Regions from separate parts of the Ovis aries genome. Here region 2 is linked to region 1. A link is a contact called in public Hi-C data. All regions are on one chromosome and are shown on one strand. The core of a region is the stretch at or near the end of the contact, and the rest is flanking DNA. Distances in the headings are between cores, read along the strand shown.

Region 1 (6,351 bases), core at 2,387-4,886:
GGCACCTTCATTAGTTCTGAAGTTCTTCTGCACAAAGTTTCAGGAAGCAGTATAAAACACAGTCCCCTACATGTGAGCCTTTAGATTGTAAGGCAAGCCAGTGCACTGTGTAATATGCAAACAAGAAGGCTCAAGAACCTGTCCCAGCAACCCAGTCCCACTGATGGGGACGAGACTGAGTAGCTGTGGCCAAGAAGACCCGGCCTGCTCACCTGCAGGGCTATAAACAGCGTGTTCCTTTTACTCCCACCTTAGGGTTTCCACTGAGCTCCTGAGTCTTCACCAAAGGGTGTTTAAAAAGCTTACTCAAAGCACACTTGATAATTGGGTCCCTCAGCCTAATGACTGGCCTAATTAGGTGAGGAGGTTCTATCTGTGGAATAAAACCTCTCATGGCCACTTTTTTTTTCCTTACCAGGTAAGTATGCATCTCCCTGGTGGTTGATTTTTTTGAAGTTAGCACTAAAATTGAAAAGCGCCTTCTAAATATGACTGTGAGTTTAGTTTTTATCTTCCATATTTAAATTAACCATTTTCTTGGTCTAGGACTTTAACCACTGTGTATTCAACCCAAACACTGTTCTAAGCACACCTCAGTCACTAGAGCACTGAAGTGAATGGTCATTTTGTGGACTGTTTCCATACTAACTTCTGCTGGCATGTTTCTATTTCAGATCTAACTAGGTAGTGTAGGAGATTTTCCCATAGTGTTAACTAGCCTGGGCTAAACACCTCATGACAGGATGTAAAACACTTCCCTTGAGGAACAATGTTGTGTTGAAATGGTAAAAGCCAGGGTTTTCATTTACAGAATTCATAATTATCCATCAAAATTTGGTGTAGATTTGGTAGCTTTAACCTGCTAAATTCTTACCGCTTTCAGGAATTAAGCCAGTTGAAATGAAACTTTACCTTATCAGCTTATGGCTTTATAAACCAACAGCAACACTGTTACTTGAAGCTAAGACATCACATTTTAAGTGAAACTTGAATTACACTTTTGGAAGCTGCCATGTCTTTAATTTTGGCCATGTTTTGAATTTTACCTTTGAAAATTGCTATCAAATAGAACTTTTCACAGTTATGAGTAGCTCAGGTAGCAGACTTCAAGGATGTAAGTTTCACTGCTATAAAGAACAACAGGTGCTGGTATTTCTAGGCTTAGCAGTGGTCTGATACAGGCTGACGGGGCTTGAAAGTTTCCTTCCTGGTCACCATTTGGGGGGTGATAGCTTCAAACCCAAGCCTTACTTAATGTATGTTACTTTTCCTCATCTTAACAGCCTAGTAAGATACAAACTTGCCAGAGCATCTGTGATCACTATGTAGATTCTTAAAAGGATCCTGACATCATGTTAAGCCAGCCACAGGCCTCAATTCATACAGGCTCAAACTCCTTCCTCCTAATAGCTGGGACCTCCCTGATTAGAGCTCATTAAGAAAATGGTGCTTTTCTTTAACATATAAAAAACCTAAGTCTCTAACAGCTTTCTTAGCCAGATTTATGCCAGCAGGGTCAAGGAGGGACCATTTTATTCTATTTACCTTTAGTGAACAGACTGCTAGAGATAACGCCTAACTTAAAATTAGGCCACTGTGGTGTATTTATACTGACCCTCCTTCCCAATTCTTATCCTTTAATCCCATACCAGTTACAGAGACTTGGCACAAAAAAGTAGTATGTATATTTTTTAAACACCTAGTAGAGCAAATCAACTAGAAAAAATTGCCAAGGGGAGCCTGGCTGTATGTCCACACCTTCATCATTCTTTCCATGCCAGTTCCTTACATACTCCATTTCCAAAGAACCCCAAACTCCTGGACAGTGGCACTACCCTGAATTTTAGGGTCAGAAAATATCTCTTACTTTGTGAAGGAAGCAGCTTCCTCAAGCAGTGCTGCTTCAGAGCCCACTGCCCAGGCTTACTCACACCTTGCCTCCACCTGCACATTACTGCCCTCGAATCCCACTGTATTATAGCAACAATGCCTCCCTGGTGCCTGGAAAACCCACCTGGTGCACTAAAATGCTATGCAACACCAAATGGCTTCTTCCCATAGTACTGCTCAAAAATGGAAATTCCTCAAGAATAAGCTATTACCTATGCTAACATCACTGTATGGTGGCTACAGTTTCCATTTCTTTTTTTCTTTTACTATGAAACAAACCATCTGTTAAAATCCATGTTTGGGACTTGTTCCTGTCTCTCTCGAGTGTGAAATATAAATCATGTTTTTATGATTTTTGTAAATCTTGACTTTTTACACCTTGTTTTTGTAAGCTGAAGTTTTCTTATTAAAAGAATAAAATATCTTTGTGTACACGCTTTATTTGTTAAAATACCATTAGATTATTCCTCAGGACAAGAGCCAAGATCAGCCCCTGCAGAAACTTAGGAACTATGTACAGCATTTTACAGAACAGAAGACAATACTTTAGCTGAAGCCTGCCTGTTGAGCAGAGAAGGGTGTCCTGAGTGGACTCGGCAAAGAAAAGGAAGTCGGGCAGGGAAGGGAAGGTGCCATCTGACAAACTTCAGCCGCCATCAGGGCAAGTCTGGTGATGGTCACAGATTGGAGGCTGTTTTTGAAGGGGTCGAGTACAGCACAGGGATTCCATGTGTCTGCAATCAGACAACAGGTGGCATTAGAAAGGTAAAATTACTGGAGTAAAAATTGCTAAATCCCTTGCAACATCTGGAAACTTATCTAACTAGGAACAGCCAAGGGTCTTTTGTCAAGTCTCTTTCCTATTAGTCTGTGAACAGGTGATCTAAGTTATTTCTTCTCCCAGCCTCTAGGACTTCTGAAAGAACAGTGGTTAGTGCTTACCTACACAGGCTAGACCCCAGGCTGAGGTGCCATTAGGTCAATGTCACTCAAATTTCTGGCCAGCCAAACTCCAGCAGCAAAGAGTCCCAAATTGAGAATCAAGTTCCTGGAAAAAGGAACGCATCCTATTAACCCTGTGGTCACTGAGTCACGTGTCTGGTTAACGAGAGACTTGTGGGGGGGGGGGCCGGTTCCCATAATCACACACTGGAGGAAGCCGTCCCCTCCTGAGGCAGAAGCACTTCAGAATCGCATGAGCACTGATCGGTACATAATAGGTTGCCCAAGACCACATGGTTATTTAAGGTTCGTTTCTACGTCTAATGAGAGCAGGGTCAAACGCAAAGGCCAATTAAGCACTTGTCCAGAGCCAAAAAGCCTGTTTGTTGCAGCCCCCTCCCCCAGGGTCCCCGTGAGCATAGCTTCTCTAGACAGAGCCTGGTGACTGAAAAGAGCGCTTCGGCAGCACGGAAATCCTCCCGATCAAGGACCTCAGCAAAGCACAGCCAGAGCCACAAAGAGGCCAAGATGTGGGTGATGTAAAAAAATCTGGAGGAACCAGTTCAAGGAAGGGAAATCCAGGGGGTACGCATAACGCGCGCGAAGGGCCGGAGAGGGACCGAGCCCCCGGGCCTCGGTTACCTCCGGAAGTCATTCCTGTCGGTGGCGAAGCGGTAGACGCCCCGAAGCCAGTCCCCCACGTTGTCTGGAATTTCGGGAGCTTCATTTGCTGAGCCCGCAGCGGTCACGCCGGCCCCACTGGAAGCCATAGCAGCACCTCAGCGCTCTGTACGAACGCTCGCCACGCACCGGGCGGGCGCCGACAGATTACGCAACTTCCGGCCTCACACTTCCGCGGGCCACTGGCCAACAGAGGGCACAGCGGCTCGCGCATCGACAGGCGCCTGCAGAACTTCCCGGGTGCGCGTCCGCCACCTCGGCCAGGGGTGGAGCGCCGCCGTGCTCCAGTCTCCCTGGTCGGGTTCCACTTCCAGCTCCGTCCTGGCCTTCGGCCGGCGCACCGGCTCACAGTCCAGGTGTTCTCCGAACCAACTTCATTGGTTCGGGAGGAGAACGCTGGGGATGGGGCCGCCCGGCCTGTGGGTGTGGGGCAGGGGCACTCAGCGGGGGATGCGTAGCTTTGAGGAATGGGCTTCTCCAAGTCTCCAGGAAGAGTCATAAAGTGCGCGGGCTGAAAGGAGGCAGTCAAACCTGTCATCTCGCCGCCCCTCCCCAGACGTGGTCCTGATTCAGTCTAGGACTTAGAGGGGTAAGAGAGCCTCGCTCTCTCGCCTTACATATCGCAACCCCCCAATTCCCCTTTCTCCAGGCTGCGCCACTAGCAAATGGTACAGTGCCTCCTGGAGGTGTCGCTGTCCCCAGTTCGGAGAGGGGCCGGGGTCTCCCAGGGCCGAGGAAGGCGATGGCCTAAGAAAAAGCCTTCGGGTTCCGATTCAGAGGAAGAGGAGCAGGTGGGGCAGGGAGCGTCCTTCTTGGGATCAAGGGGCGTCTCTAGGCGGCCCTGCGCTTGCCCTTGGCGTGCCTCCGTCTGGTCTCCAGTTCGATACTCCTGCTCCGCGCTGGATCCAAGAATCCCAATCCGGGTTTCCAGACTAGAGCTGACGGCAGTGGCGAGAAGGGTTGCCCGGGAGATGGTCGCAGCATTCGGCTGGGCGCAGTCCCGGTCTCCAACTCTGCAGAGCCCCTCCTCTCCTGTTCCGGGCGGGGTCAGAAACGCCCATCTCAGAGCCGCGAGTCTCTTTCTCCCAGATTCGGGCGGGGCAGCGGCCAGAAGCCAGTCCCAGTCCGGGCCCAACCTCCCGCTCCGCCCCGAGCCGTGCGCGCCGCCGCCGTGGGTCCGCTCCAGGCTCCCGCCCCTCCCCGCCTCCGCCCAGCAGAGGGCGGCCGCGGCCCCAGCCCAGGAGCGAGTCCCGCGCCGCAGCCCCAACGGCGGCGCGGGGTGGGTTCTGGAGGCCCTCGGAGCGCGCCGGCCAGGGACGCGCGGTGAGAGCTGCGGGCCCCGAAGCTCGGGTCTGGGGGGGCGGGGGGCGGGGCGGGGGCGCTGCTGGAGGGGCGGGACGGCGTGGGACCGGGGTGAGGGTCCCAGCCCGGGAGAACCACCCCCCTCAGCCCAGCCCGAGCCGCTGCCCCCTTCCCCTTTGATCTTAACCTTCTCCTCCCTTACCCGGGGACGCCCTGCTTTCCAGTGTCGGGGCCGGACTCGAACCCGCATCCGAATAGCGACGCTCAAAGCAGCTGGGGCAGCAGGGGCCGCCCCCCGGCAGGGCATAACGTCCCCCGCCCAAGGGCCCGGCGCAGTCCTGGCAGCAGAAGTGATTTTCGTGCCAGCGCTGTCCCTCGGCCTCGGTGCAGCGCTGGGAGAAAATCAGCTGAGAGAGGGAGAGGGGGACGGTTCATTCATTCATTCACTCATTCATTCATCCAATAACCACGCCTTATACCCAGTTGACGCTGAAGCACGTCTACAGACATTCCCATTTGATCTACTCAAACACTCTCAGACGCGGGGAGGGCTGATTGGATTAGCCAGGATCCCCCAGCTAGCAGGTGGCACATCCTGAAGAAGTGCGACCCGGGTCGCCTGGACGCCCATTCCAGGTTTCCATACTGCCTCTTGTGCAGACACTGAACGAGTTCCTCGCTGGAGCAGGAACAGCACTAGCATACTGAGATGATCGTCTGTCCTAGAGTCCCTGCTCTGGAGAAATTGAGTCCATGAAAATTGGGGGGACTCTGCTTACGGTGGGGAAGGGCACAAAGGCAACGGGCCCCAGGTACCCAGAGCTCAAAAGTCAGAGCAAGGTGAATACAGAAGTCCCAGACTGATTTCCAGTTCTCTGTACCCCACTCCGTGGTACTGAAAGAGGCGTCCCTTTGCACCCTGCCACTCAACCCTGGGCAGACCCCCTCCAGCCCCTCCCTTCAAGGTTGTACCTGGTCACAAGCCGGGCAGCGCGGCCGCAACAGCTCTGCGTGATGACGGCCACAGTAAAGACGCCCATCGTGGTAGAAGTAGATGAGGTTGATCAGGGCCTGGCCACAGGCCTGGCAGGCAAAGCAAGCCCGGTGCCAGCAGCGCCGCTCTCCTGCCCGAGCTGTGAACACTCCGTACTCCCCTGGCCTCAGCGGCTCCCTGCACTGCGGGGCGTGGGTGCTGGGCTGGTCACAGGCTGCATATGCCAGTCTCCAGGCTCTTCCATCCCAACCCCAACCTAACTGTTCTTCCCACACCTCTGGCAAACCCACCTCCACTGCAGGCTCCACCAAGAACCCCTACATTTGGTTTCCCTTTTTCCTGAATGTTGCCAAACTCAATCCCCAAACCTCTTTTCCTCTTCGGAGTCCCCAAAGCCATCCCCTTCTGCAACAGTGAGAGGGCAAAGAGAGGAGGAAGGGGAATATGGTGGCCAGGTCAGGTGTTACATACATTTTCACAGGTGCATTCTTCAAGTTTGAGAGGTACCAGGCAGGCCACCCCCTGTCCCAGGGCCTCCCGCC
Region 2 (6,351 bases), core at 2,839-5,338, 190 kb before region 1:
TGCAACAGAGTCCCCCAAAGGAGTTAAGAGGTCTCTTACAGGGGTTCAGAGGAACCCTCTTTTGATAACTGTCAAGTTGAAAGCAAACCAGGAGACTCACGAGGAGATTCAAGAACATTCAGCAGACTGGCCTGTCTCCTGGGGATTCCTCTCTCTCTCATGTTCCCAACTCAGCTGCACTGAAGAAATGGAAACTGGAGATGTACTCACCCATCTCGACAAGGGTGACCACAATATCTGACAGTGTGGGCTGGGTCCTGGCTGTGTGCTCACAGTAAGACTTGGCACTCCTTCCAATTTCTGAAATGTCTAAGAATCAAAAGCAGAAAGTCTTGTTCTCAGTTCCCAAACGGTTACAGAACGATCACATGAGCCAGCAACTCCACTCCTAGGTATATACCCAAGTGAAAGGAAAACAGGGCCTCAAACAGATTCTTGCGTGTACATGTTCACAGCAGCCAAAATGGAGAAACAACCCAACGCCCATCCACAGAGGAATGGATCCAGAAAATGTGGTCTATACCTTTAACGGAATATTACTCAGCCTTCAAAAGGGATGATGTTCTGATATAAGATACAATATGAATGAACTTTTTGTTTTTTTTCTTAACTTTATATTTTATATTGGAGTATAGCCAGTGCAATTAACAATATTGTGACAGTTTCAGGCAGACAGCAAAGGGACTCAGTCATAATATACATGTATCTATTCTCCTCCAAACTCCCTCCCATCTAGGTTTCCTGTGTTTTATTTTTTTTTTTCCTGTGTTTTATAAAATATTTATTTACTTATTAATTTTTAAATTTTTGGCTGTGTTGGGTCTTTGTTGCTACGCATAGGCTTTCTCTAGTTGCAGAGAGTGGGGGGGCTCCTCTTCCTTGTGGAGCATAGGCTTCTCACTGTGGTGGCTTGTCTTATTGTGGAGCACGTGCTCTAGAGCTCATGGCCTTAGCAGCCCCATGGTGTATGGAATCTTCTTGAACCAGGGATTGAACCTGTGTCCCCTGCATTGCAAGGCAGATTCTTAACCACTGGACCACCAGAGAAGCCTATGAATGAACTCCAAAAACGTCATGCTAAGCAAAATAACCCAACCAGTCAAACATTTTAAGCTTCCACTTAAATGAGGTACATAGAAAAAAAGAAAATCCATAGGGACAAAAATTAGATTAGAGGTTACCAGGAGCTGGGAGGAAGGAGGGATGAGGGGCTGTTATTTATGGATACAGAGTTACTGTTCAGAACCATGAAAAAGTAAAGTTCTGAAAACGGATAGTGCTGATGGTTGATACCACTGTGACTATATTTAACACTACTGAATGCTTAAAAGTAATTAAAATGGTAATTTTATGCTATGTATATTGTGCCATCAAAAAAAAAAAAAAAGGTCTTACTATTTGGGTGTCAGGTTTTTTTTTCTCTTCTACCTGAAGCTGAAACCTCTTTTTCAGTCACTCGGAAGTCCCTCAGGGGAAAGGGGAAACAGGAAGCTGGGCTCTATGAATGGGCTTCAGGGGTGGATGAGCAGTTTCGGGAAAATTCTGAAATTGTGCTCCATTTTACACAAACACAAAAAGCCTGTGGACTTAAGCATTTTCATAATAAAATGAGACATTCTTTGACTTTTTCTACTCTCACTCTCTGCCATGTTTTCCAGAGGCTATGTCACCTGTGATGACGTCACGGCTCTGCTGGCTAATGGAATGTGTCCGTGTGCATCCTTATGTTTTAGGATGTTCTCAATTTCATTTTCTAATGTGACAAAATCTCTCTATATAAAGCCCATGTTGCTATTTCCCTCATGGTCTAGTGGTTAAGAATCCACCTGCCAATGCAGGGGATACACGTTCAATCCCTGGTCTAGGAAAATTCCACTTGCCGCAGGGCAAGTAAGTCCACGTACCACAGCTACCGAGTCCACACTCTGCAACGACTGAAGCCCGTGCACCCTAGGGCCTGTGCTCTGCAACAAGAGACGCCACTGCAATGAGAAGCCTGTGCACTGCAACTAGAGTAGTCCCTGCTCGCTGCATCTGCAGGAAGCCTGCACACAGCAACAAAGACCTAGAGCAGCCCCTCGCCTCCAAAAAAGCTTATTTTTTTTAAAAAAAGAGCGTATCATTAAAAAAAAAAGCCCATGTATACAAAATTCCTTAGGACCCTCAATATTTAAGAATCTAAAGGGGTTTGAGATAGCTGCTTTAGGAAAACATTTGGTAGTTTGAAGTCCCAAACATCAGCTGCAGAGAGTCATCTCACCCTAGATCACACCCTTCCTGGAGCAGCCCACATCCATGACTGATCAAGACTGCAAAGGCAGGGCTTTGGGGACCTGATGTCAGAAACTCTGATGAGCAATAATGCCTCCAGGGTTCCCTGCTGAGCTGGCCAATTCTTTGTTTCAACTTTTCCCTCTCTGCCTAAACCTTTCTCTCACTTCCATTCACAGGGATGATTCCTCCCAAAACACCTTAATGCCCAATCCCTCATCTCATCCTTCCCTACCCAAGGCCCAAAGAGGGAAATACACTGATTATGCACAAGCCTGTGTGAGACCATTCCAGGCTCCTAAATCTTAAGATACTTCCTTTTAAAAGCAGTGGTGGTTTTTATTTTCCATTTTCTAAAACTTATTCTCCCTCACTCTTTGTATCACATAATATAGCATTTGATTATATAATGTGTGGCATCTCTATCATGGGACTTAATCCTGACTCTCCAATAAAAGTGTAAATTATTTGAGCATAGAGAACAAACAGTAACAATAACACCACCTACAAGTCATTGAGGGCTTACATTTTCAGCTTTGACTGTTTTCATATATATCTCACTTATACTCAAAACTCCAAAGTGTGCAAATTATTACCCCTTTTCAGGAATAAGGAAATTGAGGTTCAGGAAGTTTAGTGGTTGACCCAAGCTATTAAGTGGCAGAGTGAGAACTTACACCCAGGTCTATCTTATTCTAAAGCCTGTTAGTCGCTTAACAATGTCCTTCCTTTTCTTAAACCTTTTCAACACTATCACGATGCAGGACACAGAACAGATGTTTGACTGGAAGAAGGCCTACTGTTTCCTATTGTTTCCCGGTACTTACAGCTCTGCAGCATCTCTGTCAATGTTTCCACAGATGCTTTCTCAGCACTCTCAAACCCTGCCTCTGTCAGCAGGGAGCTCACAACCACTTGCAGGGTTCGCCTCCGGGCCAGATGGTAGTTATCAGCAGGGTTAGTGGACTGTTTACTTCCTGATCTCTGTGAATCAGCAGCCCAGAAACAGAGAACATTTTTATTCACTGGACAATGATGCAATTAGAGCTCACATACTGTCACTGGCAAGCAAAGGTTCTTTTGCTAAATACTTATCGGTACTCTTGGCCAAATGAACAGTAACTGAGCATCCTAGGGGCTCTAAATTCGGAGACAACCTTTCTGCCTACCTAACACTTAACAATTTCATAACACAAAGCGGCTGTTTTTTCTATTTTAGCAGATTTTCAGAATATATAGCTGAAGAAACATGCATGATGGGATTGGAACTCGTGCCCATCTCCCAGAAAAAAAGTGATCTCTCTCTCTCGTTCTTCCCATCTCCATACCATTTCACTAACGAGGAGAGTCAAAGCAACAAACAACACATGAAGCTAAGAGGACAGAAAAAGTAGGAAACCTACATTATTTTGAAATGCGAATCCCTCCCCAACTTTAGCGGGCCAATAAGAAGGCGAAAACGGCCTCAGTGGACCAATCAGGAGCTGTTCCGGGTTCCCAACCCCCCCCCCCCAACAAAGAACGGGCCAATCAGTAGACAGGTCCACCGACTCCGGAGGCCGCCGCCAAGTCTCGAGAATGGCGGGGGAGGGGGCGGGGGGGTGGCAGTCACATACGGCCTGAAAGACCCTCCTCCACGCAGGGTTCAGGGTGGAGCTGGGTTTCTGGGTATGGGCTCTTAGCCCGGATAGGGGGAAAGTCGGGAATGCCCCGACTTTCTCGGCTTCGGCCCCGCGCCTGCCTCCCGCCCTTACCGTTCCGGAGCCCGCAGCCCCGGCAGTGGCCGCCGCGTCGGCCATCTTGCCCTGGCGTAATGTGCGCGAGTGCGGGGCACGACGGGACTTGTAGTCAAGGGGCGGGGCGGGAGCCAGGGGCGGGGCGGGAGCCAGGGGCGGGGCGAAGCGCGCCGGGCGGAGCTTTCCGAGGCCTTGCGAGGTCCGCAGGGTGACCCCCCCACCGCAACCCCGGCTCACGTGACCTTTTGTGAGCGGTGGGTTCAGTTAGCCCCGGAAGTTTGCCCCGGAAAATGAGCCCACGGTTTCACACCTTTTTTTAAATGAAATCGCTTTTTCATGAAAAGCACATCCCTGGGACGCTCCGAACTTTCCTGGATGGTTGTGTGGGGTTCCGCTGGGTCCCCATTGATTTGCTCTCTAGGAGAGGGGCCTGGGAACCTGTATTCTTAAGTCTCCAGGTGATTCTTATGAGCGGGAAATCTGAAGGGAAACCCTGTTTTGTGCTGGGGTCTCCGCAGCCCCACTTGGAACTAGAGCTTCACAGCCACCCAGTTCTGGTGTTCCGGTGCATCACGCTGCCCTCTCGCCCTGTGTGAATCTGCAGGCGTTTGCGGGCGAGCCTGAAGGCGCCGCTGGCTGGAGGCTGTCGCTCGCCGGTCTCCCTCCCAGGCCGTTGCGTCCACGCGGTGCCTGTGGTTTTCTGTGGTTCGCTCGCGGGTCAGCCTCCTCCGGATGAGGGGGCGGGGGTCTTCCCTGCACCGCCCCGTTTGCGGGTGTCTGGCAGGACGCAGAGGCTGGATTTGAACCTCAGAACTCGCCAGCTCTGGGTCTTCGGATACATTGCCTGACTTCACTGTGCCTCAGTTTCCTCTCTTGTAAAACTAGGATGGGATGAGATGGATAGGGGTTGGGGGTGAGCTAATACAGACGAAGGGTCTATCATGTGCAGACTTAAGAGTAAGAGGTCAAGAAACAGCGCCTAATGTTTATTTCCTGCGTGGCGAACGGATGAGTGGAAAATGCTCAGAGGCCGATGACTGGAATCCTGCGCAGCGCCTGCCCGCCGGGAGCACTTGTGCCTGGGGGGCACCCCCATCACCCCCTCACCTGGGGCGCGTGGCACGCGTGGGGCGGCGTCTGAGGGCCGGGATCGCGGCGCCCGGCGAACCGCCGGGAGGAGTCGGGGCCCAAACCTTCGCTGAGCGGAGCACCCAGCCCCTTTGTCTCCCCCGCCCCCTCTTCCCCACTTCCTGCCCAGCTTTAAACTCGGGATTGGCGGCGAGGCGCCGACTTTGTAAACACGCCGCGTCTGCGGCAGCGGAGGCTGGTTCTGTTTGGGCGCCTGGGGGAGGGGTGCACGCCCCTCCCCGAGGCTGGAGGTGGCGACCCCCCTACACACACACACCTCCCCAGAGACAGAAGCCAGAGGCGGCGGGAGAGAGTGTGTGCGGCCACGGTCGATGCTCCGGGGGCTCACCTGCCGAGAAGGTAGGCTTGAGGGCTGGAGAAACCAAGATAGATGGGTGTCAGCGACACCCTGCTTTCCTGGAACCTCCAAGCTGAGACTGGCGGGGGATCCGGGATGGGGGGCGGTGGTTAGAGAGGTCACTGCGTCTCATCACCTCCCGTTGTCTCTCAAAGCTCAACTCACTTTCTCTCTGAGTTGCACGTGGCTGAAGGGCAGAGAAGCCCCCCCCCCCCCCCCACCCAAAGCTCTCTGCTTTCTCTGTGTCCGCACAGACCCCCTGCAAGCTGAACTGGAAGCCCAGTGCCCTCACTGGGCTTTCTGTTGTCGTTCTGCATACCTCAGAGATGAACTGGGAGGCGGAGGGAGGGCAGAGGGTGGGCAGGGAGCCTTGGGGTCCTTCTGCCAGCCGGGGCCGGGGGAGCAGGCTGGAAGACAGGACGGCAGAGAGGGGTCTCGCAATGGTGGTCTCTCTAGTGTCTGATGGGTAGATGGCATCTACCGACAAGTGATGGCTCTAGCCTCTTCTGTGTCTTTTAATGTGTCAACAAGAGGAGTAACTGAAGACATTGGTTGCTGTTACTGAGGGAGCCTTAATGTATTCATCTGCAAACATTGATTGAGCACCTACTGTGTGTCTGGGATTTGGCTGGGATGCTGAGGGTACAAAGGTGTTATTCATCCACAGTGATCTCCCCTGAGTCATAGAACAACAGAGACAAGATGCCAAGTTGGGGTGGCTGGGAAGGCTTCAGAGAGAAGACATTTAAGTTGGGTTCTCAATGATGGAAAGTCAGCAGGCAGAAAAGTGGTGGGGTCTTTGTGGGCAGCTTACTCATTCTACAGAGCTGGACTGAACCCTGACTGTTGGGTTGGGCA

Evidence for each region. A called contact is a pair of places that touch in the nucleus more often than the background predicts.
Region 2: a Hi-C map of liver shows a contact between it and region 1, with 4 times the contacts expected there. The contact joins the promoter of TAF8 here to the promoter of TOMM6 in region 1. A contact is called at or near these places in 8 of 16 Hi-C or Micro-C datasets (blood, hypothalamus, liver and 4 more).

Annotation. Positions count from the first base shown.
Region 1 is chr20:15,632,043-15,638,393 of ARS-UI_Ramb_v3.0, reverse strand. TOMM6 (translocase of outer mitochondrial membrane 6) reads right to left here and starts at 3,636. Exons shown (of 3, transcript XM_042237283.2): 1 at 3,475-3,636; 2 at 2,833-2,938. The coding sequence starts at 3,602. The coding sequence ends at 2,842. It overlaps PRICKLE4 (prickle planar cell polarity protein 4), which reads right to left. Exons shown (of 7, transcript XM_042237280.2): 4 at 6,281-6,351; 5 at 5,788-5,991; 6 at 5,018-5,222; 7 at 3,751-4,545. The coding sequence ends at 4,172. USP49 (ubiquitin specific peptidase 49) reads left to right here. Exons shown (of 7, transcript XM_060403180.1): 7 at 1-2,314.
Region 2 is chr20:15,826,823-15,833,173 of ARS-UI_Ramb_v3.0, reverse strand. TAF8 (TATA-box binding protein associated factor 8) reads right to left here and starts at 4,088. Exons shown (of 9, transcript XM_027959184.3): 1 at 4,026-4,088; 2 at 3,099-3,255; 3 at 211-309. The coding sequence starts at 4,070. It also overlaps a transcript of CCND3 not described here.